2 separate regions of the Arachis hypogaea genome follow, and region 2 is linked to region 1. The links are chromatin contacts, called in public Hi-C maps. All regions are on one chromosome and are shown on one strand. Each heading gives the region's core, a stretch centred on a gene start, on an enhancer-like site or on the middle of the called end of the contact. The rest is flanking DNA. Distances are from core to core; before and after follow the strand shown. Region 1 overlaps LOC112703592 (protein GRAVITROPIC IN THE LIGHT 1). Region 2 has its middle 7.1 kb from the start of LOC112704152.

Evidence for each region. A called contact is a pair of places that touch in the nucleus more often than the background predicts.
Region 2: a Hi-C map of leaf shows a contact between it and region 1, with 2.5 times the contacts expected there. The contact joins two enhancer-like sites. A contact is called at or near these places in 4 of 8 Hi-C or Micro-C datasets (leaf and an unstated tissue).

What each region holds. Positions count from the first base shown.
Region 1 is chr7:78,978,421-78,981,639 of arahy.Tifrunner.gnm2.J5K5, forward strand. LOC112703592 (protein GRAVITROPIC IN THE LIGHT 1) reads left to right here. Exons shown (of 3, transcript XM_025755125.3): 3 at 1-1,386. The coding sequence ends at 635. Among protein-coding and RNA genes, the nearest start is that of LOC112703592, 6.2 kb to the left of the region's middle. Within about 2 kb of position 1,416, at least 3 of the 3 cell types and tissues checked have open chromatin away from gene starts, as enhancers often do.
Region 2 is chr7:79,037,593-79,040,628 of arahy.Tifrunner.gnm2.J5K5, forward strand. It overlaps the pseudogene LOC112703593. Among protein-coding and RNA genes, the nearest start is that of LOC112704152, 7.1 kb to the right of the region's middle. Within about 2 kb of position 1,394, at least 1 of the 3 cell types and tissues checked has open chromatin away from gene starts, as enhancers often do.

The sequences.
Region 1 (3,219 bases), core at 166-2,665:
ATCACAAGTGTTTTGCGATCGAGTCTTTCGTTTGCAGGGAGATGTTTGATTCCTTCCATTTTCCTGATTTCTCCCTCCTGAATGAATCCCTTCCAGACCGGAACAAACGGCAGCAAGTTTTCTTCGCTCGGTTCAATGAGCTCAAATCCACCAAAGCAAGGGAGTTTCTTGCCGTGAATCCAAGATCATCCTTCGCGAAATTCTGCAGGGTCAAGTACTTGAAACTAGTCCACCCCAAGATGGAATCATCATTCTTCGGCAACCTGAGCCAGAGGAACCTCCTGAACTCTGGAGAAGGGTTCCCGGACACGGCATTCTTTGGCTCATTTGCCGAGATGGCAAAGAAGGTTTGGATACTACACTGCTTAGCCTTCTCCTTCGAGCCCCAAGTTTCGATCTTCCAAGTGAGAAAAGGTTGCAGATTCTCTGATGTGTACATGGAGAGTGTGAATGATGACATGCTCCTTTGCTCAGATCAGACAGTGGAATCAGATCCACAAGTTGCATTCACTGTGGTTCCAGGTTTCAGGATTGGTAAAACTGTAATTCAATGCCAAGTTTACCTTTCACTCCATCAAAGAACAACCACCACCACCACCAAGGTGAAAAAATTCAACTCCACAAGGCAAAGGTAGCAGCAACTTTTGGTCAGAGGCACTGACCCCACAACATGTACTCTTTTTTCTCCCTGAGCTGACTCATTTTCTCTTACAAGAAATACTTCAAATATTTTTGAAGCGAACACTCGCTTCAAAAATATATATACTTGTTTAAGAAATATTCAGGCCTAACGAAAGATTTTCGTTAGTGTCCTGAATATCTCTGAAACCCGCATTAAATAATTCTAAAAGCATACAAGTATTTCTCTTCCTCTCGTCGTTGGGTAAGGTGTCGGAGCAAAAATTGACCAAATCCGACGCCAAATCCAACGGCGTGAGAAAGCCAGTTAGCTCGGTGTACAAAGGAAGGACATAATGCAGTATTACAGTGCATGGCTGAGTGTGTTGTGGGGACTCATGACTGTGGCATGGTTCAATGGCAGCATAGCATTGTCCACTTGTGTTTTGGCCATTTTGAAAGAGAGAAAAAAAAGGGGAAAGAACCGTGTGGACCGTTGCATTGGGAGTAACCCTTTTTTCTTTTTAGAATCTTTTTTCATTTTTTATTTTAATTTCATGCAGATTTATCAAAAACATGCCCCAAAATTTTGTTGATATCAGGCCAGTGGCCGGGATTGTCTAGCTGTTACGCATCTTTCATCAGACATTGCATGATATATATAAATATAAAATATAATAATATGTACATAAATTATATGTAGGTAGGAATTTTATAATCCGTAGCCTTCTTTCATTCTCTTTTATATATTCTCATGTTATGTTCTAATTCCCTCTCTTTTTGACTACTTTATTGAAGTTTTATTTTATTGCCAGTTATGTCCTTGGATGCCTCTAAATCTATGCATGCATGTGGTCTATTGTATTGTCAGAGGTATATTATACTTTCATTCGCCTTCCGGAATGGTTGGTGTGGTTGTTGAGCTTCATAATTTAAAAGGAAATAAAAAAGAATATGAGAAATGATCTTTAATTATAACATTTAATTTAATTAATGTGCATTTTAAAGTTTTCTAAAGTCACATGTTTTTTGTTTTGGTAAATGGCTAAATTAAATTTTGATATAATATTTTATATTGACATTGTGTTAAATTAAAACTATTATTAATCAAGAATAAATGGTTATGTATATAAATGTCAATTTGTTTGAGAAGCATGAAATATCTCTTGGAAAAAGGTCTATTGTTGAATTCCATGTTTGCCCTTGAAGGTGTGAAAAATCATTTAATGTATCTAACTAGTATGGCACATTGGTTGTAAATGTATAATTGGAATTTAGGACCCCACATGATGCCAGCTTTATTGAGCAAGGTCGGTGGTGAAAGGGGCATGTGAATGTGAAGACAATATTTGCAAAACCTTTCTTGTCCCATAAAAGGAGGATTAGATATTTGATGAGGAAAAAAAGAAAAAGAAAATGCATCTTTCCATAAATAATAATGCTTTCCAACGGTTACAAATACAAATATCTCTAATAGTAATTTAATTTTCAAACATGAAAGGACTATATGATTTTGATCTTAGGGGCAAGCTATGTTTTAAAAATATTGGATAAAAGAGAGACATCTTTTGGTAATTGTTTTGGGTCAAAATCCTTATGCTAATTTTATATGACATGTGGCAAGGGTTAGATATAGGTTATTTTCTGAATATAATAGGGGTCCTTGTTTCCGTTCTTTATCTATAAATCATAGGCATCAACATGATTATTAGGAGGGGGCCAAGGGGCATTGAATTTAGGCTTCAATGTGGTCTGAGAAAGATTTCTTATCTTTGTTATAACACTGACATATAATCAAAGCTTGGTAGTTATGCAAGGATAGTGAAATAATGTCATAATATTTTATTTTATTTTCCCATCATGAGTTTTGTTTGGGAATGTCTTTATTAAAATAATTTAAAAAATTCAAGTTCAATAATATTTTTCTAATAGAGGGTATTCTTAAAATATTTACATAATTTTTCAGAGGTTTTTTTCCTTGTTGATATATGACATTTTTTTTTGGGTTTATGGTTGGCATCATTTTTTTTTTCAAAATTAAAGCATGTATTTAAATTTGGTGGAAAAAATAGGTGAGACAATCTGCCGTTAAATTAATTACTTGTACATGTAGTCACCAAAAAAAAAAAAATTACTTGTACATATATGAGACAATTAATGATGATGATGATGACAAAGAGTTCAACATTTACTTGTATGGGCCTTATGTTTCCCTTAGTTATGGGATGTATAATATATTGTTCTTAATGCAAAAAAAAGGTTTAGGGTTTATTTAGGAGTTGGGGAATGTTATTGGTGAAGTTAGCATAGTAAACTTCTAAAAGTTGTATTAAATGTAATACCAAAAGAAAATGTTGTAATAAATGTTTATAATTATTGGATGAGAATATAAATGACAGATTTTGACAATGTAAAAGAAAAGATCTTAGCCTAGGACCTAGGTTGTATTTGGAGGCTAATTTTGACCTAAGTGAACTCAACCTTAATTTGTATTCTAAATACAATTTTCCTTTTTTTTTTCCTGAGTCTTTTACAAACTAAAACAATTTATATTAGCAGTGAAAATCACATTCATTCCTTATTAAATTATAGTTTTTACAA
Region 2 (3,036 bases), core at 144-2,643, 59 kb after region 1:
GGCTCTCCAACGTGGCAATTTCGTGACACATCAGATCGTCGGTCATGACTCAGCACCGAAAAACTGTCCAAGGACTATTATGGTGCCTGGAGCCGTATCTGGAAGATTACAATGGTGCAATTGGGATCTCAAAGACCATATTAGATAACGACCCAAATCTCAAAAACTATTATGGAGATTTATTCGAAAAAAAATAAAGCCAGAAACCATATCTGAAAGATTATAATAGTACAATTGGGATCTTAAAGATCACATTAGATAATGACTCGAATTTCAAAAACTATTCTAAAATTTACTCGAAAAAAAATGAAGCCAATTGAAGATGATTATGTGATTATATGACATTCAATGAATGAAACTAATGAGTTGCCATGGTTTATATATATATATATATAAAAGCATGCAAGCCACCTTATTTTATTTCCTTCCTTTGTTTCTTTAAGGTTTGGACCAATTCTTCCTTTTTTTGGAATAATAATAATAATAATAATAATAATAATAATAATAATAATTTTTTATTTTTTAAAATATTTATTATAATAAAAATTATTTAAAAATTTTAATAAATTTTAAATTTAAAATATTATAAAATTTAATTTAATTATTTTTTAAAAAATATTTTTTTAAATAAAATAATGAATTATGAATTATTTATTATTTAAAATTTTCAAAAACTAAGAGGGTTATAATTTAGCTAAAGATTTTGGCGAGGCAATCATCAAGGAGAGCTGCAGTGAAGTCATTATCAATAGAATTTTTTTGATTGGGGTTAACGTTGTAAAATGTTAGAATTATTTCTGTAAAATGAAGAAGAGAGAATGGAGTTTAAAGTCTTTTCGTTATATATGGGGAAAAATGAAAGAATATTTATTAAACAGTTGCATCTGGAGGTCTTCAAAATGACATAATTTTGTATTTCAAAAGGCGAGGAGTTAAGTGTCGATCTTAAAAATTTAGGTTGCGTTTATTTATTAAAATAAAATATGGATATAAAAACATAAAATTCTGTTTAATAGAAAAGATATGAAAAAAATATTAAATTAATATATTTTATATTTATTCTAACAAAAAGAATTCGAAATATTAATAAAAAATATAATTTAGTATTTATTTTTATTTTTTATTAGTTTTTTATAATTATATTTTTTATTATTATATTTTTTGTTTTAAATTTTTTAAATAAAAAAATTAAATTTTTATATTTTGTTTTAATTTATTATTATTAAAAATATAAAAACACAAAATTTTATATTTCTATTTTTTATATTTTATTTTCACTTTTTAATATTTTTTTATTCTATTTTAAAAAATAAACACAGCCTCGAAGTTGACCGTTTTTTTTTAAGAAATACCTAAATCAGTAAATCCCTTCCAAGTTCCGGGTCTCCCCTTCCCCTTCCCAGTCCCGCCGTCTCCAGCCCCCGCCGTCTCCAGCCTTCCCAGCCCGCTGCTGGCCCCATCTTATCCGGTTCTCCCCCTCTTCCAGCAGTCCGTTCCGCTTTTCTTCCTTTCCCTGAGCTTGAAGCGGCGATTTCACTCCAGTCCGCCGAGCTCTGCCGTCATCGTCGCCCTCACCTCGTGCTCGTCTTCCAGTTCTGGTAGTGCAGTCCTCTCCTCTTTGATTCTTGCTGAGTTTTTACTTTTTGTTGATGGTTGCTGGTTTCTGTGTTGTAGTTTCTGGTTGTGTGTTTTTTTTGTTGGTTATCAGATTTTTTGCTATTGCCTAGTTGTTCTTGCTGCATGTTGCTCATTGCTGTGTTGTGTTGTTTTTGCTATTTGTTAATTGAGGCAACGTCCAGTTTGTTCTCTGAAATTCCTAGCGCTAGAGATAAACAGTCCTGGCTTTTTGAAAAGTACCAAATTGCTCCTGAATTTACAAATCTGAATTTTCTTCGCCCGTTAATTCAATATTGTGCTGACAAAGTGTTAGCTTGACATTAAGGTGACATATCTAAGATTTCAATATGATCAATTGGGTGCCCTAAACTCATTTTGGTTAATTGATTTTATACTAGTGGAGAGGCTAAAATGAGTCCAATTAACCAATTTGGGACGACTAGTCGACTATTTGATCCGAAGTCTTAACCATGTCACCTTACTATTGGGAATTTCAAGCTAACACTTTAGTGCTCCATGTCAGCAGTCAGCACTGTGTTAACGACATTTGAATTAGGGGCGAAAGAGATTCGCAATTTGTAATTTCAGGGACCAATTTTATCATTTTCAAAAATCAGGGCTGTTTTGACGGGCATTGGGAATTTCAGGGACCAAACAGACATTACATCTTTGTTGATTTGTTAAGTTGTTAATCACTTAATTGATGTTGTGTTAAGTGTTATTAAATTTTTGCTATGTTGTTATTGACTTATGTTAATTGCTGTTGCCTAGTTGTTCTTGTTATTAGATTTTGTTGGTCATTAGATTAATTTGTGTATTTTTAAGATTTACTAGAATATATTTCTGTGTCTTTATTTATAATTTTATATATTATTTTATTATAATTATGTTTTTGTAGCATTTTAAAATATTTTGGTATTTTTATCATTAACAAAGTTGAAATAACTTTGTCAGCCATTTAATGATCTAGGGAGTACTATTTACAGATTACTTTAAAATCCTGTTATAATCTCTTTATCTCATTCTCCTCTTTCCAAAACCATCAATCCAACCATAGCCCCAGGTTAAACCCCCTCATCACTCATCAATTTATATTTGTGTTAAACCAGTGCTGCTGTTGGTCCTTCATCAATTTTCAAAGCTCTGATACCCAACTTGTGAATCCATCAATTCGGTCGATAATGTTTTCACCTTGACGAGTCAAGATTATAGCTTGCTCCATCATCAGTTAGTTGCCTCTGTTTTCTTATTTGGTTTTCCTTCTAAGAGAAAAGTTCACACTTTTATTTAATTTCAAGTTGGTAACTTTCATTAGTGTTTTATGTTCAAAACTCATGTATGAATTTTTGGACAGAGAGTTAAATGCAGTAAGTTTAAATTGTAGTTACATCCAAATAATTCAATGTGCATTATTGGTTT